Regions from separate parts of the Mus musculus genome. Here regions 1, 2, 3, 4 and 5 are each linked to region 6. Evidence: chromatin contacts called from public promoter capture Hi-C data. All regions are on one chromosome and are shown on one strand. Each heading gives the region's core, a stretch centred on a gene start, on an enhancer-like site or on the middle of the called end of the contact. The rest is flanking DNA. Distances are from core to core; before and after follow the strand shown. Region 1 holds the start of Pik3cb (phosphatidylinositol-4,5-bisphosphate 3-kinase catalytic subunit beta). Region 2 holds the start of Cep70 (centrosomal protein 70). Region 3 holds the start of Faim (Fas apoptotic inhibitory molecule). Region 4 holds the start of Morf4l1 (mortality factor 4 like 1). Region 5 holds the start of Nmnat3 (nicotinamide nucleotide adenylyltransferase 3). Region 6 holds the start of Dipk2a (divergent protein kinase domain 2A).

Region 1 (2,700 bases), core at 98-2,597, 4.6 Mb after region 6:
AAAGATCCATAACACCGCAAGGTTCTGTCTCAAAAGATCCAAAACAAAATAAAACAAAACAAAACAAAAAAACTTACAAAGCAGTACCAAGACCCGCAAGTGATAATGAACTCCTGGAAACTCAGACTCCTTGGAGATTTCATTACGACTGGTATTCCCAAACATCCATTCAGCACTTCAGAATAAATACTCATCTAATTTAATTATGATGACTTCACCAGACAGTAAGTAACACTGCCCACAACGATGTTTACAAAAGCACTTGTCACTCCCTTCGGATGTAGCAATGCAGGAAAAAAGGAGTATGTTTCCATACTCTTCCTGTGTTTATACTCTGTAACAAGTGACAATTTAAGTGTCACTTCAGATGGGTTAAATACCAAAGTAAGTCAGGTAACATGTCCCACCACCATCTTCCACGTTGTGTAAACTCTGATTCTGATAGGATTCTTAGCACTAATTCACTCCGTACCCAAGACAGGTTTCCAAGTCAGCCTTTCCAAGAGAGAAACTACAGAATTCTAGGAAGAGACTACAGAATCCTACTCTGGCCGCTGTAAGATAACAGGCTCCTTCGTTAAGCAACTCGAGTTGAGCTTATTGCAACACTAGAGCGGTTCGGAAATAAATTTGCCCCCAATACCAACCTCTAGGAAGGAACAAGCCAGAGCCAGCAAGGATGCTGCAGTGAGCGACTCCCAAAAGCTCCCGTCCACCGAGCACTTACAGCGAGGTTAGCACGGCCTCCCGCAATCCCGGGAGGTGAGTATTCACAGTTCCCGCTTCACGTCTCCTCGGGGTATTTCAGCCAAGGCCGCGCGGGACGGGTTAGCCGCAGCACCGGGACTCTGACCGGTCTGAAACCGGAGAGCCCGGAATCGTGCGGTGAACGCTGCGCCGAAACACCTGAGGGTCCGCAGCCGCCGGGCGTCCGCACCGACACCGGCTGGGCCGTGCCGCGCCCGCTCTCTCTGTGGTCGCCCACCGGGCGCCCTCCGCTGCTCGGTGTCCGCCGCCCGAGGCCTGGGCGCCGCGTACCTCGGAGCCCGCGCTCCCGCGGCCGAGCCCGGCAGGAAGCGCCCGCCCGAGCCGCCAGCGCCGCAGCCCGCGCCGCCTCCCGCGCTCACCTGCCCCGCGCGCCGCCACCGGCTCCCGATCCCGCAGCGCCGTCAGCAGCTCCCGCAGCCGTGCCCGCCTGGCTCCGACACCCGCATGCCCCGCTCCCAGTCTCTTGCTGCCTTCGGGGCTCAGCGCGACACCCGCCCACCGCCCACGACCATGGCCGGCTCCGTCGCAGCCGCTGCACCGCCCGACGGAGCACGCGCGCGCCACCGCCGTGCCCGCGCCTGCGCGAGCGCGCGCGCGAGCCTCCCGGGCTCTCCTCCCCGCTGCCCGGCCCCGCCCACCCTCTAGGGCCAATCCCCCGACGCCCGCCTCCAGGCAGCCCCGCCCACTCACCGCGCAAGCCCCGCCCCTCGAGGGGAGGCAGCACCAGCCTCGCCCTGTGCGGCTGTCGGTGCCGCGTTCCTACTGCGCTGCCGGCGCGCTGGGGTTGGCTCGCAGAGCACTGCGGTGTCTGCAGCCCCCAGCTCGCCGCCTTCGGGAAAACCTGCACCTCCCGGTTCCGCTTCTCCGCAGACTCCCCTTTGTTCCCACGGCCCAGCTGGCCTTCCATTCCCTGCGATGTGAACGATCATTTAGATGTAAAGAGTCCAGCCTTTGAAACACTTCTGTGTTCGTCTCTGCACCACCGCAGCTGACGTTTGGCTGCCAAACCTTACACTTCGCCCAGCGCTTTTTTTTTTTTTTCTCGCCTCTGTCTCCCTGCTGTCGGGAAATTTCATGGCTCTTTAGTGAGACGCTTGAATTTCACTTACTGTCAGCCAAACCTTGGGCGCGGCGGATAGAGCTCAGCGGTAGGGCACTCACATAGCCTAAGAGGTCCTGCGTGGGATACTTGTAGTCTTTTTGTTTACATATAGTAAACCTACTGTAACCTAACGCCACTCTAACAATTCAAGCAAATACTTAAGTAGTCTAGGATAGAATCTACAAGTAGAAGGAAAATGAGACAAGGTGTCAAAACAATAGTTTGATTCTGCGGATGTAACTAAGTGATTTAAAAAAAAAAAAAAATCAAGCGTGGTGGCTAATGCCTATAAAGCTCTGCATTCAGGACCAGAAGGCAGGTGCATTGCCAGGCCAGCTAGGTTACTTCCTGAGTTGCAGACTAGGCAAAGCTGCATAGCAGGGACCCTGTCTCAAAAAAAAAACAAAAACAAAAACAAAAAACAGAGGTTAACCTATTTCACCATGCTTGTACAAGTTTGGGGTTTCTACAAGTAATTTTATGTGGAGCTTTTGAGGCTTCAGCCCATTGCCAGTGGGACATTAAATGCTTAACCCAACTGTGAAGCCCAGGTCTTTTCAGATGTCTAATGAATAGAATTCCCCTTAATATTTAGCGAGCTCACAGCCAGAAATGTCAGTAAAGGACCTTCACACGTTGATCCTCGACCCTTGTACCAAGCTTCTTCCTTCCCCTCCACCACAAGGTCAGTCTCATGTCCACCACAGAAGCAAAAGTATCTTGCACTAGACTAGCAATGGCTTTCTGACCAAGCAGAAAGGGTTGGTGACACAAGCCAGGCTGGCAGATCTGTGAGTTGAGGCCAGCTTGGTCTACAGAGCAAGTTCCAG
Region 2 (2,700 bases), core at 61-2,560, 4.7 Mb after region 6:
CCATGAGGGGGAATAGAGGGATTGGGATGTGTTTGCAGAGAACACACACAGTTTAGACTCACTGTGTGCCTAAACGTGGGCTTGAGAGCAGTACTCTCTTAAGAGATGTGCCCTTGGACCACCCAGAGAGAGTCACTTTAGTTGATGTATTAGGGTCACTAAGACCCTGATGGGACTTGCATTTCCCAAGTCCTTCTGGAAATGCCTGTTGTCAATACCGCCACCGTGTGGCTGTAAGTTGCAAGGACAACGATGGTAGATTCCTGAAAACTCGAGGTCATCCTTTAGACTGCGAACATGATTTTTTTTCCCTTACATATTTTGGATTTCTTAACCCACTTTTGGTTTTTGAAAAGAGTGGAGAAGGACCTTCGTTTTATTTTTTTCCTTGAGCCAAGGCCTCCTGTAGCTTCCGGTGGTCTTGACTTTTGCTATAAAGCCAGGGATGACCTTGAACTCCTGATCTGCCTGTACCTCCTAAATTCTGGAATTACAGGCACGTGTCAGCTCGCCTGTCTTAGGCCGTGTTGAAGAATCAAACCCAAGGGCTTCCCGGACGCTGAATTCTACCAACTGATCTACATCTCCAGTCCCTCTTCCCCACCAGGTTTAGAATCAGTCTTAATTATTTCTCAGCGGACAGTTGGTTCTCCCTCCTGGCTATACATTAGAATCACTTCGGGGAACCATATAAACTCTGGACGTGTGGGCCCCACTTTAGAGATCTTGACTTAATTAACCTGGAGGCCCATAGATCGTTTTCAAGGCTTTTCAGCTTATCTAAAGTTGAAGCAAGAGTTGTGCCTCATGTCCTTATGTAATCTTTTATCTCTGTAGCCACAAACCCTTTATTAACCAGTCTTATCAGTGTCTAACAGGAGCCCAAACTGCCTATCTAGACTGAGCTTCGTCAGGCAGGCATCTCAGTTCTTCGTAGACCTTTGAAAATATTCAAGGAGAAGGTGAAATGTTATCAAGAAATGCTTATTGGGGTTGCCCCGTGCAGACAGTTCCTGAAAAAGGCTCGCAGTCAGGGCGTGAGGGGGAGCTGTAGGGAGCGCAGGCATCCAGTGATAATAAGGCAGCCCCGGCCTCACTTTCACTTGCAACCGCAAATGTGTGTATTTCTAGCTTCTCGGGGATCAAAGAAACACCATGGTGACTGAGCGACTATCAGGCGGAGCGTCCAGGAAGTGTCAAAGCGCCTGCTACAAAGTAGCCGCAGCAAGTCCGGGTCCGGTGGGAGTGGAGGCGGGAAGAAGCCCCGCCCCGTGGGCGGAGCTAACGATAGAGCGCGGCGTGGACCCGCCTTCCCGGCGCGCCAGGTGGTGTTGTCCCGCCCCGCTGGGAGGCCATCGACTGCGTCAGTTCGATTGGTCAGCCTGGCTGCGCTAACGGTCGCGTAGGCGGGGCTTAGGCCGCGGGGGCGAGCGCGGTGGAAGCCACGGGCTGTGACCGAGGTGAGTGGCGCTTGGGGTCGCCGAGGACTTTACGTGGGCCCCCTTCAGGTGCACGCCCAAAGGTGGCTTCTCCGGAATCCGGAGCGTCCCACTCACCAGCCAGGGCCCTCAGAATGGAGTCGCCCCGGCTCCTACGCGCTAGCTAGGAAATGCGCGTGCAGGTGTGGGCGTGGACCTCCCTGCGGGGAGCCCGCCCGTCGCTTTGTGTCCCTCGCTCCTCACTCAACCTCTTCTCCCAGCCGAGTGTTGAAGGTGTGCGACCTGGTAGAGGAAGCAGGAACTGAGCTTAGACTCCTACATGGAATCGGCTGGGTTCCGGGCTAGCTCCAGTTCTCTTTGCGGCGCTGTCAGGTGATAGCGATTTGGAGCCAAGTGGGAGATCGCGGAGTAAAGGGTAGGCGAGTACCCCTCCTGTCAGACTCATTACAAATTTAAGGACTCCGCCTTTATGTGGGTCCACGTTGATTAATGTGAAAAACACAGCAAAGCCTAATCAAGGTTCCCACTATTATCAACTAATCAATAATTGTTCACGCCACGGTGCAGACGTAGAGAAAGAGGACAACCTTGGGCGTCGGTCATTGCCTCTACCTTGTTTGAGACAAGGTCTTTTGTTTTTCTGCATACTGTAGGGGATGGAGGGGAGAGCTGCAGAGTCCGATCTCCCTACAGGAGGCCCGGGGTTACAGAATTCTCGCCTCCTGTGGATTCTGAGGATTGCTTCTCAAGCTTTCTTGGGACAAGTGCCTTTACCCACTGAGCTGTCTCTCTAGCCTGCCACTTTATTTTGTAATCATATCAGCGCTGCAGGCATTGGTTTCAATCTTGTGCATTGCATGGATTTTTGTAAATAGTAAATAGCTAGTAAATGGTAAACCGTGAAGAGCAAGTTGCAATGTTGTTGGAATTGAATTGTTGATTCACGTTAAGGCAAGGTTTCATGCAGGCCGTCTGAGGACGACATTGAATTCCTGATCCTCCAACCTCTGAAATGCTGGGGTTACAGCTAAACACCACCACACCCAGCTATTATATTTATGGGGGTTTTGTTTTTTTTTTTTTTTTGTTTTTGTTTTTTGTTTTTTGAGGCAAGATTTCTTTATGTAGCCTTGGCTGTCCTGGAACTAGCTCTCTAGACCCAGCTCACCTAGAACTCACAGAGATCCTCCTGCCTCTGCCTCCTGAGTGCACACCACCATTGCCTGGCTATAAAATTTTAGTATGTGTTGTATTTTAACAG
Region 3 (2,700 bases), core at 113-2,612, 4.4 Mb after region 6:
AGTTGGTTGAGTCCATGGTAAGAGTAAGCTTTTTCCCTCAGTGCTAGAAATCAGAAAAGGTCTTTTTAAATTGACCATTTATATTCCCTGTCCTTCTAATATCCTACTTGAACATTTCACCAATAATTGAAAAACACCATTTGGCATTTTAAAAATCTATTCATAGAAACTCTTTTATGTAAGGGGTACAATGTGTCTGCCATCTGTTTTGTCCAGTTCTCTCCCATTTGTCTATTCTTTTCTTTAAAAAAAATTTATTGCCATGACAGTCAGAAATTTCAGAATATTAAGTAGACCAGTGTTCTTTAATGTTGCAGATACCGTGCCTGAAACTTCTGCTTCATTAAATTTTACTACTTTAGTTTTTTGAAACAAGGCTTAGTTATAAAGCTTAGGGTAGCCTGGAACTTGCAATCCTCCTGTTTCAACCTCCTGAGGGCTGGGTAGATAGGCATGGTGATCCAAGCACTGGGGAGACTGAGGCAGGAGGGTCTGGAATCCAAGTGTGAGGCTCTTATGAATTACGTAGTGAGATTCTCTTAAATATCAACTAAACAGGCACAAACACTCCCAAATTAAATCTTTATCAGACTTAAAAAAAATCTCTCATTGGTTCGTTCCCTTTATATAAATGAAACTGTAGATTCTATCCGACATTACTTACTTACCTGTTTGTCTGAGACTTTACAATAGCATTAGGGACAATTCAGTGGTTGTGTGTTTGTACATATGTATTATATACACTAAAAATAATTTACATAACCCACGACCTCACCCAGGATAACTAAACGCCCTATTATATTATTGAACTCTATACTCTTTCCCTAAGGTTTGTCTGTCAGTAAGTGAAATTCAAACATCTCACTAAAGGAAGAAGTATATATAAAATAGGGAGACAAGGCGAGCAAAAACCTCTGGGCTAGGTGTAAGGCTCGGCAGCCAAACGACCCCTGTGGTCGTACAGAGGGTTTCAAAGGCTGGACTCTTCCACCTAAAATGACCGTTCTTATAGCAGAGAATGGAAGGCCGGCAGGGCAGTGGGAACAAAGGGTCTCAGCGGACGAGTTGCCTCTCCCGGAGGTGCGGGTTATCCGGAAGGCTACAAAAGCTGCTGTCAGACCTGCACAACAAACAAGAAAGTGACACCCACAGGGCCTAGGGGCAGCAGCGGCGCAGCAGGGCGCACCGCAGAGCGCTCAACTGTGCACAAGGGCGCAGAGCGGCGCACAGCAGGAGCAGGATTGGCCCCAAAGCGGAGGGTAGGCGGGGCCTATGGAGGCGGACACCGGGAATTGGTTTTCGCGCGGAGCGTGGGCGGAGCCTCTGAAAAGGGCTCTCGCACTCGCGCAGGCGCAGTAGGGCAGTGGGCGGGGTCTCGTTGAGCCCGGAAGGCAGTAGGAGGCTGGGCGCCCGGCATGCGGGTGCTGGAGCCCGGTGGGCGCGGCCGCGAGAGCTGCTGACTACGTCGTGGGATCGGGAGCCGGTGGCGGCGCGCGGAGCAGGTGAGCGCGGGAGACGGTGCTGGCAGCTTCGGCGGGCGCTTCCAGCTCGGCCTGGCCGAGCGGGCTCCGAGATGCGTGGTGCCCAGGCCTCGGTCGGCAGACAGCAAGCCGCAGTGTGGGCTCAGGGCAAGAGGCCCCGGAAAGAAGGGGTGTGGGGCGGCCACCCGAAGCTGCGGACCCTCCGGTGCCTCGGCGCAGTATTCGTGGCGCGGTCCGGAGTTCTCGGGCTTCGGACGTGTCCGAGTCTCGGTGCCGCTCCTGACTGCGTCCCAGGCGGCCCTTGGCCCAAATACCCCGGAGAGGTACCTACAAGTACCTACCTACACGTACCTCCAGGGGTTGTAGGAGGCCGAGCTAACCTCGCTCGGTGGTCGGGAGCTCTTGAGAGCAGCTCACTGCAGCATCCTTGCTGGCTGTGGCTACTTCCTTCGTGGAGGTTGGCTTTAGGGACAGATTTATTCCTGAATCGCTCTAGTGTTGCAATAAGCTCAACTCGAGTTGCTTAATGAAGGAGCCTGTTATCTTACAGCGGGCAGAGTGGGATTCTATAGTCTCTTCCTAGAATTCTGTTGTTTTTCTCATGCAAAGGCTGACTTGGAGACCTGTCTCAGGTATAGAATGAATTGGTTCAATGAAACCCAGCGAAATTACGCTGTACTCAAGGTGGAAGATGGTGGGACAGGTAACTTGAGTTGTTTTGCTGTTTAACCATCTAACGTTGCATTCAATCTGTCACCTGTAACAGCGAGTAAACACAAGTCTGAAAATTTGAAAATTGCCTTGTACTGCAACCAATGCTCATGTAAATGTCATTGTGGGCGGTGTTAGTGTCTGGTGACGTCATCATAATTAGATTAGATAAGCACCGTTTCTGAAATACCGAATGGATTTTGGAAATACAGTATATAGTAAAATCATCGTTAGTGATCTGGGGGTTGTTATTCCATATAAGGTTTTCTGCTAAAAGCAGACCTGTGCAGGTCATGGTGAGGCTTAGGACAGAGTGGTGGGGTCAGAACACAGGTGTGAAACAAGTGGTAATATGAAGGTATAATAACAAGGTATAATATGAATTATATTGATCACAACCAAAGTAAATTAAGAAAAAACCCTGTTGGGCCAAGAGAGCAACTCCAATGAGCTTTGAAAGTACTGAACTTGAAGTGTGTAAGATCACAAGCCACAAGACTGTTGGAAC
Region 4 (2,700 bases), core at 196-2,695, 4.4 Mb before region 6:
TGATGATAAACACAGACGGCCGTATCTGGCAGTAACAAGTTTAAAGTGTTCCTTTTTATGCTTATAGTTTTATTTCCTTTAGTATATCAGTAAATCACCTCGACAGATGAGTTGTGAGAACCGAGTAACTGCTTTCCATTAGCAGTAACCGTTCATCAGCAACGTTCTCAGTCAAAGCCAACTAATAAGCGTTAGCTTTCAAATCGCCATTAAAATCGAATACTACTACAACCAGTCAAGCAACTACTGTATTTAAAAATGACAAAGAGGCCATGCATCTCAAGATGGAAACGCCCTAAGGAGGAACTAAAAACTGTTTCCACGAGAACCGCTCGGCAGAGCACAGAGTACTTAAAGGGCCCTGGCGCACAGCTCCAAAAACAGCAAAACGATGCCCTCAGGCAACAGCAAGCCTAGGAACTCGCTCGGGCGGCTCCAGTTTTATTTTTTTTTCTGTCCCCACCCATCACTCAGAGGCAAGAGGAGGAACTGGTCTGCGCGTGATCGCCGTGCCAGGGGGCGCTGCATCTGGCCCGAAGCTGCGTGTAAGCTGCGAGACGCCGGCAGCCATGATGGCGCGGCCATCTTGCCGCGGCCATCTTACAACGCAGTTCTCCCGCCGCGGGGCGCACAGCCCACCCCCCATCCCCTGTCCTCCCAACAGCAGAACTCCACACAACGCCGAGACAGAGCCGCTCGTTTGTCCAACAGCCTCGAACCTTCGGCCCACAGTCGCCCGCGCGGCCCGCGGCCGAGAGCTAAGCGGGGAGGATGCGCTGCCGCTGCTCCCCTCCCCCACGCCACATCACCTCCCAACCGTCGCCGTCGCCATCGCTCACCCGCCCGCCGGGCACCTCCCTTCAATAGACTTTCTCCGCTCTCGGAAAAACAAACAAACAAGCGCCGAGGCTCTGCCACACGCACGGAGATGCCCTCGGCCCTGGCCGTGGCCGGGGGCTCGCTTTCGCGCCACCGAGCACTGTCGCGGATGACGCACTGAGATTACCCTCCGCAGTGCGCCTTTCCCCCTTACAAAGCAAGGCCTGCACGGTTTCCCCCGGCCGCAAGCCCCGCCGACCCCGACCCCCAAACCTCCAGCGCCCTGAGTCAGCCTCTCTCCCGTGCACCGTTAGATGCCTCTCCCCAAAGCGGCACACTCACCCTCCTGGAATTTCGGCTTAGGGTCCTGCTTGGGCGCCATTTATAAGTGATTCGCCGCCTCCTCCTTCTCCCACCACCCCCGACTACCGCCCCCTACTCTCTACCCCACCCAACTCAGCGTCAGACGCGCCGTCGGCCACAGCCAGCTCTACATCCTGGGCGCGATTTGCCAGCGCCGCCTGACCTCACAGCACCGCGACCCGCGCAGCCGCCGCCTCAGCCAACGGCTAACCGCTACGCACACAAGCCTGCGCCCGTGCCGCCCAGAGGCATGCCGGGATTGGTAGTTCGACCTCGGATGACGCCAGCAGGGTGGGGGAGGGGAGTGGGAGACAATTGCCCCCCCCCCACGCCCGCGATCCACCACCGCCCCTGTCCCCAACCCCAGCCCTCTAAGTATCCAGACCCCAGAGGCTTGTTAAAACCCAGATTTTTATTTTCTGTAGGTGACAAAGAGGAAGGAATAAGTAAATCACTAGCTAGTGACGAAAGGATGGGAAAAACTCAAGGGGGGCAGATGCTTAGATAGGAAATGAAGCCAGGTAAATGTGGTGGGGTGTTGAAGTGGCCTGAGGACAGGACTGTCTCTGCAGCCTGAGTTCCACGGCATCACCAGGACTTGGCCTAGGAGAGCGCTGGAAGCCAGAAATGAAGCTAGATGCGAGTGAGAAGGTGATCCTCTCCAGAAGCTTCGGTGTCTAGAAAGCCATGCCCTGTTTGAGGGAGTTGGGGGTTGGGAGGGGGTGGGGGTCCGGTTCCCATGACTATTTGTAGATTGCAGCTTCTGACTCTTGAAGTACTTAGTCTCACTAAAGGGGGCAAACCTGGATTGCTGTCAAAGTCAAGGTTCCATACTTAACCCCTTTGTACCATCTTTTGCCATCTTATTTCTTTGGGGTAGTATTGGATGTATACTCAAAAAAAAAAAAACCCAACCCACAACAACAACAAAACCTCTCTTCACATTGTTCCTATGTTCAAAAACTCCTTAATGTACTCTGCTGTGAAATAACACTGTACCCCTGTACCCACTAAATTACATGAATTGCACACAAAGGATCAGAGCTGTTAATTAGGGAGATAAGTCAGAAAACAGTCACCCTGATATTTGAAGCCCTTCCACACTTTGTAGCTACCTAATTATCCTAGGCAAACCTTTATGTCAAAGCCTTTTCTCTTTTCAACAGAGTCTTACTAAATATATTTAACCCTGGCTTGCCTGGAACTGGCTATATAGACTGAGAGGACCATGAACTCACAGTGTCTAGCTCCTGAAACTCTGTCTCTATTTTTTTTTCAGTTATTTTTTTTTTTTTTTTTTTTTTTGAGACCAAGTTTCTCTGTGTAGCCCTGGCTGTCCTGGAACTAGCTCTGTAGACCAGGCTAGCCAAAACTCAAACATTTACCTGCCTCTGCCTCCCAAGTGCTGGATTTAGAGGTATGCACCACCAAACCTGGTTCTGATGTACTTTAAACTACTTTGTGAAAAGTTTTCTCAGGTTACATTTCAACCAGCAAGTTGAGGATACCTGTTTTCCC
Region 5 (2,700 bases), core at 140-2,639, 3.8 Mb after region 6:
TATGAAAGTAAACCAACCTGTAGGAGTGTGTACACTACATATGCTCACAGATGCCTCCAAATTTTGTGACACACCACCTACGCTGCTGGCATCAGTAAGAAACTATCCAAAGGACACTGTACACTTAGCTACTATCGTGCTGCTTGAACCTCCTCCAAAGCCATCGAGGTAGAGGGTTGTTTCTACTGATTACAGGGAAGGAAACTGAAACCTGAGTAGGTAAAGCTGCTTGCTTGGGGTCACTTTATGGAGGTGCATTGTACCCTAAGTTTCCCAGAAGAAACGCAAAGGGCACAGGGTCTACTGCCTGAGTGGGGAGGTATCTTTTCCCTGGTTTCTTAGTGGGGCTACCTGTGTGCCCACATACTGATTAATGGCAAAGGTGTGGCCCTTCCTAAGAGCCTGGGAATATCATGGGAGACTGGGGATAGAAACTGGGTCCAGAGCTAGCTCTCCACCCAGGAGTTGATTTATCACTGTGGCTAGGAGGAGGGGGGAGCTTAAATGTTTAGCATTCACAAGCCTTGACATCACCCTTGATTTTTCCCCCCACCCTGCAACTCACTCCATTAGGATTGACAGGCCACGGTGAAGCTTCTTGTGAGGGCTGGGCAGTTATAGAGGGTTATGGGAGGCTGAGAAACTACTCTGCATTAGCGAGGCAAATTAAGGTTCTAAATTACACAAAGACCTCCGGGAGTAGGTCCTGAATCTCCAAGGATTCGGTTGCAATTTCTTAGTATGAATGAATATACTTGCCAGAAAGTCCTAATTGTATTTTCTTTCTAAAATAGCCCCCATTTTCCCCTCCCCCAAACTGTGCCAGCTTCAGAACCCCATCCCCCCACAACCTTTATCCTCACCAAGGCAGAGCTGGAGAATAGAGGTGTAAATGTGTCAGAAGAGGGAAGCAGGGGCCCAGGAAGAGTAAATCCTCATCTAACATGGCAGAAAGTCAATAGATAAATCAAGAAATCGCTATGTAAGCTCTTTTTCTTTCTTTCTTTCTTTTTTTTTTTTTTTTTTTTTTTTTTTGCGACAAAAAGTGACCATCCAAGGAAGGGACTGATGAAAAAGGGCTCTAGGTAGAGCAGAACAGGAGGGGCTTGTTTCTTTCATTGTAAGTAGCTATTTTATACTTTAAGAACTGTTCATACATTGCTTGATATGGTTTTAATTCAGGCTTTTAAAAACCAGAGTGAAAGTTAGATGAAAGAAACAAACAGAATACAAAACTAAAAAAAAAAGTAAAAAATGAAAACACAGAGCAGAAAGGCCACAGATGACAATCTACTGAGGACCTGAAGAGCGGGGGCGGGGCACGGGGCGTGGTCTTAGGTCGCTGAGGGGGCGGGGCAAAGCTCCGCTCTGTCTCCCGGGAGTTCCGCCCACAGCAGGAAGCTGGGAGCGCAAGGTCAAGTTCACTCGCGGCTCCGCCCCCAGCCTGGGTCAAGACTAGTTAGTCTTAGGGCGATCTGCGGGGTGACCCATCCTGGTCGAGCAGCAGATCCGCGGTCCCTGTTGACTCTGAGCGGAGCCCCGCGACGCGCAGGTAAGCACAGCCAGCGACCTTGGCTGCCTGCTTCGCCCGCGTGGGTGTCCACGAAGCCTTGAGTCCCCGCGTACCTACCAGGCCCACGTGACTCTCGGGGGCGGCGACTCGGGCGCGCGCGCGCACGACAGAGTCAGATGGCTGTGGAGCGCAGAACCACGCTAGCCCCACGGTCACTTTTCTGACCGATTGGCTCGAGCTGACACGGGTTCGGATCCCCCCTGCAGCACGTTTACAGTCAGTTAAAAGTAAGTGTGTGACAATTACAGCGTATTGTTCAGTGTTCTCTTTCTATTGGCCTAAGTGGGGTTCCAGCGATTGTCACGTGTAGCGTGCTGCCCCGCAGAGCACAGACTAGCGAGGAGACCTCCAGCAAAGGCAAACCACACACATTAAAGTATGACAGTTCAAATTAGTAGGAGCTGTGGAGATAATTTTTAAGATAAGTAAATAAAAGCGCAGGGTGCTGGAGAAGTTTTATTACGTTTCCCGTCAGCAAAACCTGCTGGAGCTAAAGCTACCCCGTGAATGACGGAATTCCAGACATAAAGTAAGGCTTGGGAAGGAGGTTCCCTTGGGATCGTCCTGCAGAGAGCTGGTGCCTGCGAGTTCCTGTCCTAGTTAGTCGACGTCAACAAGTGAGTCATCTGGAAAGAGAGAACTTGGAGTTTTTAAATGCCACCATTAGACTAACCTGACCAAAAGGGTGTGGGGGCATTTTCTTGATTACTGATGTATGTAGGAGGGCTCAGCCCACAGTGGGGGATTCCACCACACCCTTTCCCACGTCCCCCACCCCAGTGGTGGTCCTTAGTTGTAATAGGCTGAGCAAGCCTTGGAGAACAAGCCAGGAAGCAGTGGTCCTCCATGGCCTCAGCTTCAGCCCCTGCCTGGATTTCTATCATTAATGGGACTGTGACGTTGGGAGAGCAAGGCAAATAAAGGCTTCCTACCCGAGTTGCTTTTGATCAGGGCATTTGCCTCGGCAGTTTCTTAAGCCACTGTTCTAAGATGGGACTGCTTGTACTACCAGGAAATGGGTTTGTGGGAAGCAGCTGCCAGAGCTGTTCAGACAGCAGCGGGCACAGCAGGGGTGAAGGTATCTCTGCTCCTCAAGACTGAACTTGAGGTGTCTGTCTCAGAGTAAG
Region 6 (2,727 bases), core at 147-2,646:
ACCCTTTTCCTTAGATCCTAGCTCCAACCTAAAAAAAAAAAAAAAAAACACTTTAATTCCTTCCTTAACCGGATTACCATATGACTAGGGCAGGCCACAGCATCAGGATGCAAAAGTCCGTCTTGGCCTTTAGCCTTCCCAGCCCAAATCTAACTCTTTCCCCCATTTCCTAGCTTCTAATTCCACGCAAAGCACGAGTCACGAATTAGCTCCCTTCACTTTACCACCACCCCACTCTCTGATCTCATCTTTCCCACCTGGTCCCAGAACTAGCTGATTGACTAACAGGGAGATGATCTAAGAAATAAAACAAAGACAGACTCGGGGAAGTTAGGCTAGCCAGGCGGGACAGCAAAGGACGTGTGCCCAGGGTGCCCAAGTCCTCGGAAAGAGGTACAAGGGCTCGCTATCGCACTGACACTGGCATCCAGACTGGGACGAGCGGGAGGGCGGAAGGAAACTCGCGAAGAGGCATTTTGGGAGAGTTGGGGACGCACTCCCTCTGGCGTCGAAGAGCCCCGCGCCCGCGCCTACCTGTAGCACCAGCGGCTCGGGGTTGAAGGCCAGGGTGAGCAGCAGCTGCATGCGCTCGGAGTCCTTGAGGTTACGCAGCAGGAAACTGCCCGAGTCCTTGGTCTCCGCGTAGCGGCGCACCAGGCGGTCCAGCAGGCGCTGCGAGGGGCAGTGCACCAGGTCCGACCAACCCTCCACCGCCTCCGGCGTGAGCAGCCGCACGTCGCCGTTGAGACGCGCGAACTCGGTGCGGGGCATGGCCTGGAGCAGGTCGCAGCGCGGCCGGCCGGTGGCCCGCTTGCAGATGCTCTGGTCGAGCTGCGCCAGCTCGCGCTGCGAACCCAGGCGCTTGAGCACCACGCGCCGGCGGCCGCCCTCGCGGGGCTCGCCGTACTGCGCGAAGTACACGTTCTTCACGTTGAGGAAGTCCAGCAGGCGCAGGCGGCCCCACGTCTCGAAGCCCACCTGGCCGTTGAGGAAACGGCGGCACCAGCTCGTGCCGAAGCACGCCGGGCACTTATTGAGCTGCAGGAAGCGCCGGTCGGCGAGCTCGTTGCGCTGCCAGGAGGCGAGCAGCGACGGCGAGTGCAGCAGCATCAGCACCAACAGGCTGCCGAGCGCCGCCAGCTTCAGTGCACGGGACAGGCGGCCCAGCTTCAGGGGCACCAGGCGCCACATCCCGCCCGCGCGCGGCAGCGGCCGGGGCCGGGGCGGGCGAGCGCACCCCGCCGGGCCGCCCCACGGCGCCGAGGCCCGCGGCGCAGACGGAGGGCGGCAGCGAAGGAACCCGAGGACGGGCTGCGCCGGCCGAGCGCGGCGACTTCCCGATCGGCTGTCTCCACAACTCCCGGTGCCCTCCTCCGAGCTCCCCGCCCTCCGACTCCGCGGGCGCCGCCTCCTTGCCCGCCAAGTTATAGAGGCGCGGGGAGGGGGGGGGGGAGGAGGGAGCGCGGGAGCCGCGGTCGCGCGCACGCGCACTCCCGCCCGGGACGCTTGAGCTGCGCCTTGCTGGGTCCCGGGCGAGCAGCGCGCGCGGGGGCGAGTGAGGAGTCCCGGACGCCTCACACTCGAGAAGCTACGGTGCGAGGAGGGGAGGAGAGGATGCGGCGGGGCCCCCACGCGCGGGCACGCCCGAGAGCGAGGGGCGGGGCCGGGGGCGGGGCGAGCGCGCCCCCGGGAAGCGTCAGCGCGAGCTCGCGGGGAGGCGGTGGAGAGGGTGGGTGGAGGGCGCGCCCGGGAGGGCGGAGCTCGCCAGCTCCGCCACCGGAGACCTTCAGTAACGGCTACTCTGGGGTGACTGTCGGGCTACACAGGCGCCCCGGAGGCCTTTGTGGGAAGGTCATTGGAAGGGAGAGGGCGGAGGCAAGCGGGAGCAGAGAGGCCCATCCTGGGAGCGGGAGGAGGTGGGGCCGAAGCCTGGGGGCGGGGCTGGAGTGGGGCCGGGCCAGGTCCTGGGGGCGGGGCCTGGCCGCCCGCTCCGGGCCTTATATGGTGTGGCGCGCGCTTGTTCTTTTGACTGGCGGGACCTCTGGGTCGCGCGCTTTGTGCCGCCGTAGGGCCTGCGGGCAGACAGTGGGCCAGCGGTTAGGGACCGGAATGCCGCTGCAGGGCTGGCGATGTATCTGCGGAGGCTGAGTTACGGTTTCGCTGAGTGAGCACTGGCGGGATGAGGTCCTTCCTCACCGGCGCCGCCCGCCGGGTCCCCGAGGAGCCCGGTTCCCCCATGCTTCACAGGCTGGGCCCAGGCCTGCCTTGCGGCCAGGACGCGTTGCTGTGGCGATGACCCCAGGGAGCCAGGCCGTCAGGTGCCGCACCTGTGCGGTCTAACCAGCTCCTAACAGCAGACTGCGGAAATAACCTGGCCTAACGCGCGTGGGGTTAAGTTTTAGAAGGTCTGGGATCTTCAGCAGTAACTTCAAAATATGTTCTATTAGAATACTTTTTTTTTCTTTAACTTTTAGCACTCCTGTGATTGTTGGTCGAGTGGATAGCTAGCTAATTCCTGGTCGCTGTTAAATATACTTTTACTGCGCTGATTTTTAGAGGTCAAACAGGAAAATCATAGTAAGTAGTAACGGGTATGCAAAGAGTAACTACTGAGACAGTGAGACTTATCTATACAAGATCGTGAATCACTTTCCCGAATTTTCTGTATTTGATTGTAGCATGAGGACTCGCTTCTGGAAGAATACGGGTAAGGTCAACGTTTTGTGT

What was found. Promoter capture Hi-C pulls out the DNA fragments that hold promoters and counts their contacts.
Region 1: a contact with region 6 is called in a promoter capture Hi-C map of erythroid cells, with 52 times the contacts expected there. The contact joins the promoter of Pik3cb here to the promoter of Dipk2a in region 6. A contact is called at or near these places in 2 of 39 promoter capture datasets (erythroid cells and pre-B cells) and 1 of 484 Hi-C or Micro-C datasets (CD4 T cells).
Region 2: a contact with region 6 is called in a promoter capture Hi-C map of erythroid cells, with 13 times the contacts expected there. The contact joins the promoter of Cep70 here to the promoter of Dipk2a in region 6. A contact is called at or near these places in 1 of 39 promoter capture datasets (erythroid cells) and 2 of 484 Hi-C or Micro-C datasets (CD4 T cells and CD8 T cells).
Region 3: a contact with region 6 is called in a promoter capture Hi-C map of erythroid cells, with 5 times the contacts expected there. The contact joins the promoter of Faim here to the promoter of Dipk2a in region 6. A contact is called at or near these places in 2 of 39 promoter capture datasets (erythroid cells and pre-B cells).
Region 4: a promoter capture Hi-C map of pre-B cells shows a contact between it and region 6. The contact joins the promoter of Morf4l1 here to the promoter of Dipk2a in region 6. A contact is called at or near these places in 3 of 39 promoter capture datasets (cranial neural crest, erythroid cells and pre-B cells).
Region 5: a promoter capture Hi-C map of erythroid cells shows a contact between it and region 6, with 17 times the contacts expected there. The contact joins the promoter of Nmnat3 here to the promoter of Dipk2a in region 6. A contact is called at or near these places in 1 of 39 promoter capture datasets (erythroid cells) and 1 of 484 Hi-C or Micro-C datasets (rod photoreceptor).

Annotation. Positions count from the first base shown.
Region 1 is chr9:99,138,864-99,141,563 of GRCm38.p6, forward strand. It overlaps Pik3cb (phosphatidylinositol-4,5-bisphosphate 3-kinase catalytic subunit beta), which reads right to left and starts at 1,348. Exons shown (of 24, transcript NM_029094.3): 1 at 1,128-1,348. It also overlaps the pseudogene Gm2773.
Region 2 is chr9:99,242,031-99,244,730 of GRCm38.p6, forward strand. It overlaps Cep70 (centrosomal protein 70), which reads left to right and starts at 1,311. Exons shown (of 18, transcript NM_023873.4): 1 at 1,311-1,460.
Region 3 is chr9:98,985,011-98,987,710 of GRCm38.p6, forward strand. Faim (Fas apoptotic inhibitory molecule) reads left to right here and starts at 1,363. Exons shown (of 5, transcript NM_011810.3): 1 at 1,363-1,502.
Region 4 is chr9:90,113,375-90,116,074 of GRCm38.p6, forward strand. It overlaps Morf4l1 (mortality factor 4 like 1), which reads right to left and starts at 1,446. Exons shown (of 12, transcript NM_024431.3): 1 at 1,162-1,446. The coding sequence starts at 1,201.
Region 5 is chr9:98,295,181-98,297,880 of GRCm38.p6, forward strand. Nmnat3 (nicotinamide nucleotide adenylyltransferase 3) reads left to right here and starts at 1,390. Exons shown (of 5, transcript NM_144533.3): 1 at 1,390-1,800. It overlaps Gm46126 (a long non-coding RNA gene), which reads right to left. Exons shown (of 2, transcript XR_001779264.2): 2 at 2,017-2,199.
Region 6 is chr9:94,536,685-94,539,411 of GRCm38.p6, forward strand. It overlaps Dipk2a (divergent protein kinase domain 2A), which reads right to left and starts at 1,397. Exons shown (of 3, transcript NM_001033145.2): 1 at 535-1,397. The coding sequence starts at 1,191.